2 separate regions of the Mus musculus genome follow, and region 1 is linked to region 2. Evidence: chromatin contacts called from public HiChIP or PLAC-seq data. All regions are on one chromosome and are shown on one strand. Each heading gives the region's core, a stretch centred on a gene start, on an enhancer-like site or on the middle of the called end of the contact. The rest is flanking DNA. Distances are from core to core; before and after follow the strand shown. Region 1 overlaps Atrnl1 (attractin like 1). Region 2 overlaps Ablim1 (actin-binding LIM protein 1).

What was found. HiChIP or PLAC-seq counts read pairs in DNA pulled down with a chosen protein or histone mark.
Region 1: a FOXA1 HiChIP or PLAC-seq map of pancreatic cancer cells shows a contact between it and region 2. The contact joins two enhancer-like sites. A contact is called at or near these places in 1 of 39 promoter capture datasets (the C10 cell line), 1 of 484 Hi-C or Micro-C datasets (cumulus cells), 8 of 115 datasets of contacts at active chromatin or transcription factors (astrocytes, craniofacial prominence, embryonic forebrain and 5 more) and 1 of 9 other capture datasets (embryonic stem cells).

The regions. Positions count from the first base shown.
Region 1 is chr19:57,625,796-57,632,189 of GRCm38.p6, reverse strand. Atrnl1 (attractin like 1) reads right to left here. Exons shown (of 29, transcript NM_181415.4): 2 at 3,022-3,105; 3 at 1,851-1,964. Among named protein-coding and RNA genes, the nearest start is that of Atrnl1, 18 kb to the right of the region's middle. Within about 2 kb of position 4,704, at least 25 of the 459 cell types and tissues checked have an H3K27ac peak or open chromatin away from gene starts, as enhancers often do. A contact at or near this core is called in pancreatic cancer cells, where this site is marked.
Region 2 is chr19:57,095,106-57,101,726 of GRCm38.p6, reverse strand. The region is part of intron 6 of Ablim1 (actin-binding LIM protein 1); the gene reads left to right. Among named protein-coding and RNA genes, the nearest start is that of Afap1l2, 90 kb to the right of the region's middle. Within about 2 kb of position 3,351, at least 88 of the 459 cell types and tissues checked have an H3K27ac peak or open chromatin away from gene starts, as enhancers often do. A contact at or near this core is called in pancreatic cancer cells, where this site is marked.

The DNA.
Region 1 (6,394 bases), core at 3,455-5,954, 530 kb before region 2:
GCAGGAACCTGGAGGCGGGAGCTGCAGCAGAGGCCACGGAGGGTGCCGTTTACTGCGTTACTCCTCATGGCTTGCTCAGCCTGCCTTCTCATAGAACCCCAGACCACCAGTCCAAGGCTACCACCTACAACAGGATGGGCCCTCTCATGTCAATCACAAATTAAAAAAATATCCTACAGGCTAGCCTACAGCCCAATCCTCTGGAGGCATCTTCTCAACTGAGGTTCCCTCCTCTCACATGACCACAGATTGTGCCAATCTAACATAAACGTACCAGCACACTCAAGATAGGTAACAGGCATGCTTTATAATGGAATGTCTCCAGTTCCATATAATAATTATCTCAGGAAAGACTCCTTCAGCAACAGGAAAAAGTTGGTTAAAAATTGGTAAATGAATGTAAAGCCATTGGGTAAGTAAAAAAACTAAAAAGATACGGTCAGCTATGTAATAGTCAACAATCCCATAAAATTAATGATAGCAAAGTGGTGTGCTGTCAAAATAAATGTATAAACCCACTATCATATGTATAATAAATTTTCTTACATCATAACTATTCTCATGGGTCTATTACATCGCTATCTGGTATCCTTAAATTACTATTTCTAACTATGCTTTTTGCAATGTTCAGAAAACTCCAAATGGAAGTTCTGATGGCCAAGAGCTCAGTGATTGAGTGTTAGTTGTTCTTGCAGGGGACCAGAGCTCGGTCCCCAGAACCCATCTGTGATGGCACACGACAGCCAACTCCAGGGGATCTAACACACACAGACACACACACAGACACACACACACACACAGACACACAGACACACACATACAGAGACACACAGAAAATCAATAAATGGATAGATAGAATAGGATAGATAGATAGATCTTATTTAAGGGGTTCTAAAAGTATTTACAACAATATCACAAAAATAAAGACCTAAACTACTTAGTACAGGTTCACTCTTAAAGTCACGAATTATAGAATCATAAGATAAAATTGGAATACCAGCCCTTGAACGTTTGTCCAACAGATCTTCAAGTGACTGATGAAATAAAATATTTGCAAGACAGTGAAAAGAATATTTAAAATTAAAATCACTGTGCGAACAGCAAGCTTCAATCTACGCTCAAATTTTCGACAGTGCTAAAACATGACAGGTGCTGTGTGATAACCTAACGGGCAGCATATCACCAACCATGCTGGCTAAGGTGAATACAAAATCTACATTTTCACACTTCTTCTATACTTCACATATTTTCTGCCTACTCACTGCTTCCCAATGACACAGTATTATTTAAAAGTTTAAATTAATATTAAAATGCTATGACTTCAAAATTAATGCCCCGATTATATAACTACTTATAAAATATTATGAAGTAACTAAGATTTCCAGACTTCTGTGAATTGTAGAAACCCTTCCTTTACTAAAAACCCTTACACCAAGTATAACTTAATCTTTGTTTTCAGAATTTAAAATTTCCTCAGTTTACTAACACAGAACAACAACTATAAAAAAAATACAAACCTTTGCTTATTTGTCAGCCTGAACTCACCCAAGTACCTCTGAACGGATTTACGAAAACATATTTAAGCCAGCTTAAAGGAAAAACTAAATACAGTAGACATAGCCCGTATTTATAAAGCGGTCTAGTGTTCCTATAGTGTACCGCGTTTACACTTAGGTTGAGTCATAGTTCACAAAGGGTATTTTTTAAAACAGTTCTTGAAATCCAGTCATCAACAACCACCATAAATTAGAGCATAAGGCGATAGGTTGGACTTCAAATAAAAAAACCTACACAGCTGTTTACTTCGCTACAGCTGTCAATAAACTCATCAGGTAATTAGAATTACTCACCTAAGTACAGCTACTAAAGGTGCGTATATAGAATCTCCATCATAAACATACATATGATCCCAGCTGCATTCTGTAGCAAAATGATTGAATCTTAACCTTAGCACTGCATTTGGACTGAAAGAAGAAAAAGTATCTCTAAATTCAGATATCATATATAAAATAATGTTTTTAGAATTAGACATCATAATTTATTTAAAATCTATTTCAGATATTTTTCTACGAATTGTTAAATCACTAGGGAAAAACTGATATGATGTCAAAATACAGGTTTGAAAACACATAATCTTTTTCTTAAAAATTCAGTCAGCAATAAAAGTCAGATGTTATATACTTGATTAAGGCAGAAGTTATATACTTCATGATTTTTTAATGAAACCATATTAAATTACATACTAGCATGAATACGTTCTCTCACATCAATTTGTACTTGCATAAAGCTAGTTACAAAAATTCAACACGCAGAAGCAACGAGTTTCATTGAAACAGGACCTTTAAGTGGAGGCACTCGGCTCTTTCGATTTTTTTTTTTTTCTCAATGGTGATACACTCCAAAGAGCAAAGTAAGACTACAGGTAAGGAGCAGAAGTAGCTGCTGTGGTTCTAAAGAGACTTTTAAAGTAACCTGAAAAGCATGCCCTTCCAAATACAGTCATAAAATAGAACCAAAGCGTCCCTACCAATGCATAATAAAGTTTAAGTAGCTAGAAACCCTCATTGTGAAAAGGACCCGAGGTCGATAACCAATCCCTTCCACAAAACATTATGAAAATATTCTTAAAAGATCCTTAGCACAACAAAGTTTGTTGAACTAAATTGTACTAAAATGCTGAAAACATTAACCAGTGGCATAGGCCAGCGTGGACTACTGTTATAGTTTCTGCAGAATACGTAAACTTCCCAACAAGATATTTCTTAAAAGCCATATGGCCTAATGTGTTTGGTCTGGCAATAAATATAATTCAAAAACAAAATACATATTTACTATTATACCATTAAGGGAAGACACTATGGTTTACATTTTTAAACTCCATAAATATTATGCATATGCTCCAATAATAAGCAAGGAAATGAAACATATAGCTAATGATTTTACCCGACACGTTTGCATCAGACATTTGCTTTAGCATCTCAGGATAAAAATCAATGTGTTGAGCCCAAATCGTATACTTACTAGCCTTCAATTAGCCATGTACACTTTGTTTTATATTTATAGTTAATTGGTCCATCTGTTAAATATCCAGAAGGTTCTGTTAACCTAAAAAAGAAAAATCAGGAAAACGGTTACCTTAAGGTAGCATGAAAGCATGCAATAGTGGGAGAAAAATTCAAAGCATTAGGCCAAAACAACGAGACCTAACAGTTACAAATTGGAGGCTATATTGACAATCTAAAACAATTTTGTCCCTACAAATGAAAAGAAATTGTCTAAATCTCCTCAAATTGGATAAAGCACGGCTGTTTCAACTGACAGCATAGGAAAAGTCAGGGGAAGGCTGAACATTTCCCTGACGGGTTCTGTGTTGACAAAATGTTGACGAGGTTAAAATTTATCTTCACTAAAATAAGGCTCTAGCGAAAGGACAATCAAATGGCCTCTGAATGGCGCCGGGGGGGGAGGGGGGGGGGACACAGGGTTGCGTCTGGGAGCAACGGTGCACGTGACTTGGGGGGGGGGGTGACTGCTGCACGTGATTTCAGTGCGCCACAACCATTAAGCAGCCGTAAGATACGTCACAGTCCTATGCCCATTTTTATCAACTTCTCTTGACTAATTTATACTTCTACACAATCTCTGCCAATTTTAGAAATAAGAGTAAGTCTAATTTTTCTATCTATACTTAAACAATTCGAAAAACTTTTTTTCAGAATCTTAAAATATTAAAGACAAAAATCTAGATGCACCTAACTTCTAGACAAATTACTTAACAGGTTCATAATTTAAATTTTCATTTAGCCTTCGTATATATATATATATATATATATACATAGATGTATATACATACATACATACATACATACATACATACACACTTCACAGATAACCGGCTTTTTGTAGTCACACGAACAGACATATGTATATACCCCCTGATATCAGGGTCATAATCTACTCTTAAATAAAATTAAGTTTTCCATGTAGTATATGGAGCCTTGAAAACATTAGGAGATAAACAAGGTTGACAAGCCAGCCAATGTTAACGTTATCTGAAAGACTTCCACAATTCCTACAAATGGTCTTGGTAATAAAAATGCAAATTTATGCTTGGAAAAAAATTGATGAGCTATAGACAAAGCTCTATATTCTCAAGATAACAAACACATTCTATCTAACCAGTATTACTCTAAGTGGATAATACATGACTTTATTCTGAAACCTCGAAATCCCTGTAAAATACTTAGCAATTCCATACGACAGATGAGAAAAACAAAGTACAGCTTAAATAACAGGCCAGTTAACTTATTCTAATTTTTCACTTCCAATGATAGCGGATGAGGTAATCCAGACAGACACCCCCCATACCAACTTTAAAAGTGAAATAATTTTGAGATACTCCAAGTCTGATCAGCAACTATATCTAGTGACCAAGCTAAGACCCAGAAGTCATAGATACTTTGAGAGAAGCCAGGCACAAAAGGCTGTTTGGGGGCTAGAGATTTCTCTAATCTACAGAAACTACCAAAATAAATAAATAAATAAATAAATAAATAAAGTGTGTGCTTGAGAGTCCGGACGGAGGAATGACAAGACAAGAACGGGAAGCAAAGCCCGCAGCAGAAAGGCACGTCAGTGTGCCACATGGTACTTTTGACCTGGGAACAATGACTTGTTCTTTGAGTAATGGTGTACCAGCGCTCTGATGACTCATCTTGGTTGCCAACTTAACTACATCCTGAAGTGACTAAAGCCACGCCCCTGGAGCACCTGTGAGGGACTTTTCTTGGCTGGATTATTTGAAGTGGAAGACCCACCCTAAGTCCATCTGAGGTCAGAAGGCCCACCCTCAATGGGTCACACCTTGTGGTGGCAGGGCACACAAAGGACCTGAAAGAAGGAAACTCATGCTTTCCGTTTGCTGGCTCTCCCTCTCACTGGCAAGCTCATCTGCCCTGGCCCTTTCCCTCTCTGGTGTCAGAACCCATTTCTCCAAGATCGTATTGAGAATTGGATTGAAAAGTGATAGATCTCTAGGCGCTCCCTTGGACTCCAGCACCGGACTCCCATCTCATGCACTGATCTTCCCAATTAGAAACAGCCAAGGCTGGACTGCTGAGTACTAACATAGAGATGAATATTCGCTCATTCTATCAGCTCTGTTCCCTAGAAACCCCAACTAACACAAAAGCAGGGGGTAAGCCTGAGAGCACGAGTCTTCCGGGCAACAGAAAGTTCCAAGGCTTACAGCCGGCTTAATCGGATGCTAAGAACCATACATATCCCAGGCTTCAAGTTACAGCCACCAAGAGTTTTTGTTTTTAAGTGAAATGTATGACTGTTGAAAGATAATTAAGTATCAAAAGCAAGATACAAAAAAGGAAGCTACAAACAATAAGCCTGAATCAAAATTCTCCATGACTATCATACAATGTATTCATTATATATATATATATATATATATATATATATATATATATATATATATATGCTAAGTTTAAAAAGAAAAATGTTTACATTGGAAATAATTAACTCAAAAGTATAAATAAAAATGGTAGCAGTTAGGATATTTCTGAAAATTTTTGTTACTGAAAAGTACAATAATCGAAATTAAGACGCTAGGGGGACAGATTCCAGTAGAAATCAAGCACAAATGACAGTAACTTCCCAACTACACCAGGATAACTGAGAAATCCAGATCTGTGTTTGAGCCAGGCCATTCCACCAAGCAATTTCTAGTGGGTAGGTGGAAAAGGACAAAACCATAACATAAGAAGCCGTGGTCTTCTAAAGGTTGGCTTAGCTTCAGTGTGTGTGTGTGTGTGTGTGTGTGTGTGTGTGTATGCATATGTGTGCGTGGGTTTGTGCGCATGTGTGTGTGTATGTACATATCACTCTTTCTCACAGCTGTATTTTGCACACAAGCAGTCAGAAGCTAATTTTACAGCTAGACTGATCACTCGCTGTGGCTGAGAGAGAACAAAAGACAGGATCCATACAAGCGACGGTCAATACAGCGCCTTTGGGGACCACGCTTTCTCTTGCTTTTGCGGCAAAAGTAAATGGCTCTTTACTTGTAAGAAGTGTGTCTTCGTGGGTAAACACAGAGATTCAGGTTGTTACTGGGGAGTCAAATACGTTCAAAAGGCTCCCCCAGAGGCTGCATCTCTACGGGGTGCGCTGTACCAGTCACCCATCTGGTACCTTCTCACCTCCCATTCATCCATTTGCCTACTGCGTTAAAATAGACCCGGACCCTTCAAATCGTTTTTCTTTGCCAGATGGCGAGGAGTTTTATAGTCAGCTGGCATGATTTGTTCACAGAGTGCCCTGGAAGAGACTCTGGGAGAAAAGGATTTTGCTTCCTAGTTCCACTGTTCATGCATCCCGTGTG
Region 2 (6,621 bases), core at 2,102-4,601:
AGTGCATATTATGATCCTAGCAGTATGAGGCCAGCCTGGTCTACATAGGGAGTTTCAGGACAGCCTGGGCTACACAGTCAGACCCTATTTTTAAAATAAAGAAAGGAAGTTTTGAAATGGACATGAACCTTAGCATCACTCAGAATCTTTGTGTGTGTGTGTGTGTGTGGTGTGTGTGTGTGTGTGCGCACGGGTATGCATGTGGGTATGTGCATGAGGAGGCCAAAGGTCAACCTCCTTATGTCCAGGATTACAAACACATGCTGATATGACCCAGTTTGTTCTCTGAGTCACAGAGAAGCTTGGGAGTAGCTGCTCTCAATGAATGGGGAAGACACTGGCTCATGGACATATTTGAGGTGAGGCAAGGCAAAGCCCACGTGTCCAGGTATACAGGGTATGTTCATAGCGAGTAGACTGTGAAGCCTAGGCCAAATTGTGGATGTTGTTGAATGCTGGGGCCAGGAAGCATAACTTCCTTCGGTAGACAAAAGGAATACGTCATACTCTTTATCCACGCAGTATTGGCGCCCATGTGGTATTTAATAAAAATTGACCTATTGTTTCAAAGGCAAGAGTGTTGCTTGTGGTCTCAGGTCGGGTCTTGAGGTAGGCATGTCTGGTGACCTGAGGACTAGAACTGGTGGAGGCTGGGAACTGATCACTTCAACAAAGGGCCCAGGCCCCCGCTGGGGGACATGAGGATCAGAGAGAGTAGTGTCTGGTACCTTGGTGACTACAGCGCTCTACCATGCTTGTGCACTGAGCCCTTTATCACACTGCCCCTCTACACTGTGCCTATACCACACTTCATAAATGTAATTACATGGTCTTGGTTTTACCCCGTAGCGTCCCTAGGTTGTAAGATCTGTAGCTATTTCTTCCTCTTGCTCTCCTTAAGCCCCTATGAGTATTCTCTGTAAGAACTGATTTCATTATAAACTCCACCATCATGGAAGACACCAATTTTAGAGCCTCACCTTGACCATCTAGAAAACGGGGACAGTGGTGGGTCCTTGCTATTCTTATCAAGTAAAACTGCCACAAGCCTTCAATGAGGAGGCATATATTAATTTCTTTTCAGTTGTGATTAAAATATCCCAACAAGGGGCTGTAGAGATGGCTCACCGGTTAAGAACACTGACTGTTCTTCCAGAGGTCCTGATTTCAATACCCAGCAACCACATGGTGGCTCACAACCATCTGTCATGAGATCTGATGCTCTCTTCTGGTGAGAGTGACAGTGTACTCACATACAAAGAATAAATAACTAAATAAATATTTTTTTAAAATAGCCCAACAAAAAGCAGCATCCGTGAGAAGGGCTCATTCTGGCTTATGGCTTCAGGGGGAGAAGGACATAGTGGACAAGGCACAAGGCAAAGAAGGCACAGTGGTAGGGGTAGGAAGCTGACTGGTCGGTCGTATTTCATCTACGCTCAGGAAACAGAGAGAAAGAGAACAGGAAGTGACTCAAAGCCCAATCCAGGCTCCGCCTCCTTAAAGGCTCTGAAACCTTCCCAAACAGCAGTAGCAGCAGCAGTTGGTGGGGACCAACTTTTAAACACACGGGCCTGTGGGGCCATTTCTATTCAAACCACAGCAAGGAGAGATGTGAAAATACTACTTAGGCTGAAGGATAAAGGTCTAAATACCAGCGGTTGCTACTGCCGTAGGTGTGTGTGGTCTGTGGGATTTTCAATTACGTGATGCAGCCGCTGGCTCAGGGATAGTGTAAACCCACTCTGCCCATAGTGTATCTTCATTTAATTTACATTGACTGTAAGCATAGACATCAAATCATACCATTTATTCGCTTTATTGTTTCTCACAGACATAGAACTTTTCTTGGGGCCTCAAGTTCAACTGTCAAATGCTACAAACAAGCCTAAGAAAAGGCTCACACATCGTTGACCTAGGCCTCTTAGATACTGTGCTCTCTTTACTATCATGGCCATCCCCTGCAACAGGTTGTATTAGTGACATGTTCTTCTCACATGTGGGAACAAACATTTTAGCATAGTGGGGTGCAGTGGAGTTGGTGTGCATGGTGAGGCACCATGTGGTTGCTGGGAATCGAACCCAGGTGCTTGGGAAGAGCAGCCAGTGCTCTTAACCACTGAGCCACCAACTGTCATCTGTTAGGGGCTTCTGCATCCAGGCTGCTGAGCATCAGGGAAGGAGCATCGTCCCAAGGCCTCACCTGCACTTCCTGTAGGGTAACTCCTTCTCTGGGCTTTCACCGTCTTTGTGTCATGGGACAATACCGGGCATTGACTGTGTGCCTGTCACTTTACGGTAAGATGTATTTACTTCAGAAGTCAGATGGTCTCGTGCCTGTGGGCACAGTGCAGGCCTCTCTCACCCCAGGGTGAAAGTTTATAGTGCTACATCACTACACACAATGGAAGCCAGAGCTCCCAACGCACTGGGCCATGATGTGGCTTGAGCTGTCTCTGGGTGTCAGGATCCGGTAGGCCACTGTTTCACCTCTGGAATGTCCCCTTGTCTCCTGGGTCTGTTGTAGCAGGTGGAGGGTCGGGATAGCCACTTGTGTAGCTGCTCCTGGCCTCATCCCCAAGTCCTGCTCTTCCAGAGGAATCCAGAGGACTTGAAGCTGGACCGACCCCACCCAGCATTGTAGAAGTCTGGAATGTGAATTGAGTCTGTTTCCTCCATTGTCCATTGTCATCCAAAGGTGAACCTTGCTTAGCTTTACTGCTCCTTGGGGCATCACCAAGAAGCTCCAAGGATCCTGACTCCGATCATCCACGCCCCTTCCTTCTTCAACTTGCTTAACCCCCCCCCCCCCACCCCCAGTTATTTCTTCCTCCTAACAATTGGAACTGAGAGCCAGTGGCTGCTAGGAGCTCCCTCCCGCTCCCAGAGAACTGTGGGATCTGCAGAGTGCGTGCAGCAAGTTGTTTGTGAACAGGGATGAAAGTCTGGTCGCAGTGGGAGAGGATATCAGGGGAGGATGTTTTTAAAAGCAAGCTGTGTTTTTCTGACTCTCCAGTCTTGGTTCCCGCCCTGAAGGCTCCTCCAACCCTGGGGACGAAGACAAAATATTTTTAGTCTGATAGTATTCGGTAGGCAGCCAAGAACCGAACCATCTGTCCTCCACTCTGAAGAGCTCAGTGGAATGGTTTTAATGGAAATAACTTGGAAGGTGTCACACAGCTCCTCAGCCAGGCTGTTCTATGGAGAGTGTGGTTGTTATGAAGCCCTCCAGGCTGGGTAGAGTAGAGAGGCAGAGAGGAAAAAGACCAGGGTGGTCGGAGACGCTTGTGATTCCCGGGAGACTGTTTGCAACATGGATGTCACAGAATTGGAATGTACTTTCGAGATAGCAGCTTGGCAAAGAAAAGCAGTTGACAAACAGGTCCACACCCAGTCATTACAGGGCCACCTATTGGCTGTACATTGTGTGACAAGTTTAAATATTTAAAAATCTTAAAAGTCCACCTTCAAAGGTGTGCCACCGTTTAAAAAGCTATCGCTGAGATTAAATAAAGGAGACTTGTTCCTCTGTCTGTCCTACACCTGCCGGAAGCCTCTTTTAACCAAATGCAACAATTGTAGCACATGGCTCCTGGGCTCCGTCCAGCAATTGTTTCTCTTTAACCAGGAGAGAAACCTTGATTCCAAGAGGACCCTCAGGTTGCTGGGACTCCACAGTCTGACTACTCACGGTTCTTGTGCTGGAAAGGGAACCAGAAATGAGATCATAAGTAACCAGAAACCTTTAGTTTTTGCACTTGCACAAGACACAAAGATATGAACCAATTTGGCTTAGATTTCAAAATGCTGAGCTTAAAAGTAAATGTCTTCTGCTGTTAAAAAATAATAATAATAAAGGCCATGAAACCTTTGACCTTGAATGTAGGGTAGCGACTGAGTTAGGAAAGGGGCCTAGGTTTCGTGGCTCCTTTCCTGGAACCACACTAACATTTACCAAAAGCAGAGTCCCAGGAACCGCCGTAGCCTCCTGCTCAGTGTACACAGCAACACCCCCTTGGATTCCAAAGCTCGCTATCATCAGTGCGAGTCCCTGAAGAGACACCTTTTAAATTCATTTCAGCATTGGTGACACAGGCCTTTAATCCCAGCAGTCAGGAGCAGAGGCAGGCAGGGGGCTCTGTGAGTTCAAGGCCATCCTGGTCCACATAATAAGTACCAGGTCAGCCAGGGCTACACAGCAAGACCCTGTGTCAACATAAATGGATACATAAAATTAATCTTAGAGTTTGAGTGTTTAGAAGAAGAAAAATGCCCAACAGGGCACTAGAGGCCTAGTTTCTTTGTGTCACATTGTTCAGAGACAAATTTATAACATTAATAAATAGTTAGCATTCCCTTTATAGATGCACTAACCTAGCGAGCTTGGTGGAATGAATGCTTTTACAACCTTTTAGCATCATGGGACAGACAGCTTTTAGTAGCCTGAGGTGTTCTTGGGCAGGCTAAGCAGAATAAAAATGGCTTAGTCCTCAATCCAACCTAACAGTGTTTGTATGTGCTATTTATCTATCTACCTGTCTGTCCATCCAGACAGCCATCTATTATCTATCTATCTATCTATCTATCTATCTATCTATCTATCTATCTATCTATCCATCCATCCATCCATCCATCCATCCATCCATCCATCCATCCCACCCACCCACCCACCCACCCACCCACCCACCCACCCACCCATCTATCTATCTATCTATCTATCTATCTATCTATCTATCTATCTATCTATCTATCTATCTGACTTTGAGGGAATAGAAGGCTATCATCATCATCACCACCACCACCACTACCACCGCCACCACCACCACCGCCACCGCCACCACCATCCTTAAAATTGCACACTAGCTCTATAGCTTTGGAGACTTCTTCTAACTCATAGTAGGTGTATGAACAGGTGTTGGGTAGATAAGATATGAACATGCTTTCTAGAACTTTCCACCACAGAACAAGTGCAAAGACTATTGTTAACAATAAAAGTAACCACCATGAGTTAATAGCATGCCGTGGTACATGCCTTTAATCCCAGAACTCAGGAAGCAGAGACAGGTGGATTTCTGTAAGTTTGAGGATAGTCTGGTCCACAAAATGAGTTGTAGGCTGGCCAAAGCTATCATATAATGAGATTACCTCAGATCAAGATAGATAGATAGATAGATAGATAGATAGATAGATAGATAGATAGATGGATGGATGGATGGATGGATGGATGGATGGATGGATGGATGGATGGATGGATGGATGGATGGATGGATAGATAGATAGATAGATAGATAGATAGATAGATAGATAGATAGATAGATAGATAGATAGATAGACAGACCGACCAATAAAACGAATATAGGAGAAGTTGCTGAAGATCAACAATAGCAAAACTAGAGCTTAGCGAGGCTGCTAGGTTCTCAGATGCTCCCTGCAGCTGCATCTCCCATGGCACCCAGGGTGCCTTCTCCTGAATTGGAAGACACTTCTGCGGCTATCCATTGCAGACACTGATATGATGTGATCCAGGCAGTAGTGCAGTTGCCTGCCTGATCATTTCAAGTCACTTTAGAAATTAGAAATGGGAGGTATTTGCATTTCATCTAGCTCATAGGATGCTAGCAGCAGGAGGAGGGTGAAGGGGAATAGAAGCTGGCCTTGTGGCAGGCTGCAGGTCCTAGGATAATGGATCCCTTATGGGATTAAACCAGTGATTTTACTGAGAGACAATTTCATAAAAAAAAATCACTCACTCCACAGAGGTTAGAAAAACACTTTGGGGAACCATTTGGCAAAGTACTCCTAATATGATTCTTCTTCCTTAATTCCCCCAAATTCCTCTTGGATTAAAATGGTAATAGAAAGCAAACCCACTTTGGACAACAGTTTGACGGCATCACCCCATGGCCTAGCACTTCTTCCTTCTGCTGTGTATGTTTGCAAGGAAAACAAGTCTGGAATTCATGAAAGGATGGAGAGAGCCCGTGTCAGCACTGTCTTCAGAACAGCCCGAACTTTTAAGCTGCCCAGATGCCTATCAAGACTAGAAAGGACAAATAAAACATTGTAGAGATACAGAAAGAAATAAGATGTAAGTGTGAGATTTCATAAAACACAGCAAACGAATGTGGCTCAAGTAAATGTGGTGATAGAAGGCGGCCAGCCTCTGGAGGATGTGGTAAGCGTGTCTGGGTACAGACAACACGCTCTTCTTGGTTGAGTAATGGGAACAGAGTGAACGGTGTGTACGATACTTTGTCTACACTTCTGATTTGTGCACAGTTCTTGGAACATGGGAAGTCAGGGATTTTACTTTAAAAAAAAACAAAAACAAAAGCAAAGACAAAGAAGGGCCTAACTTTCTAAAGAAATTGTGGGGAGTACTTTCAAAGTCTTCTTCCTACTTTATAAGAAAGTTCAATCTGGCATGGAAAATGTGTGACATTTTTCAGGATGAGAAGGAAGAAGGTCTGCCTAAGCTAGAGCATTAGCTCAGTACCCGAAGCCCATTCTGGAAGCACCAAATTCAGATACCGCCCCAGGGCATTCATAATCCACTCTCTGGTCCCTGGTCACCCGCCAGACCTTGGTATTTCTTAATAACTGATGAGAGGACAGGGAGAA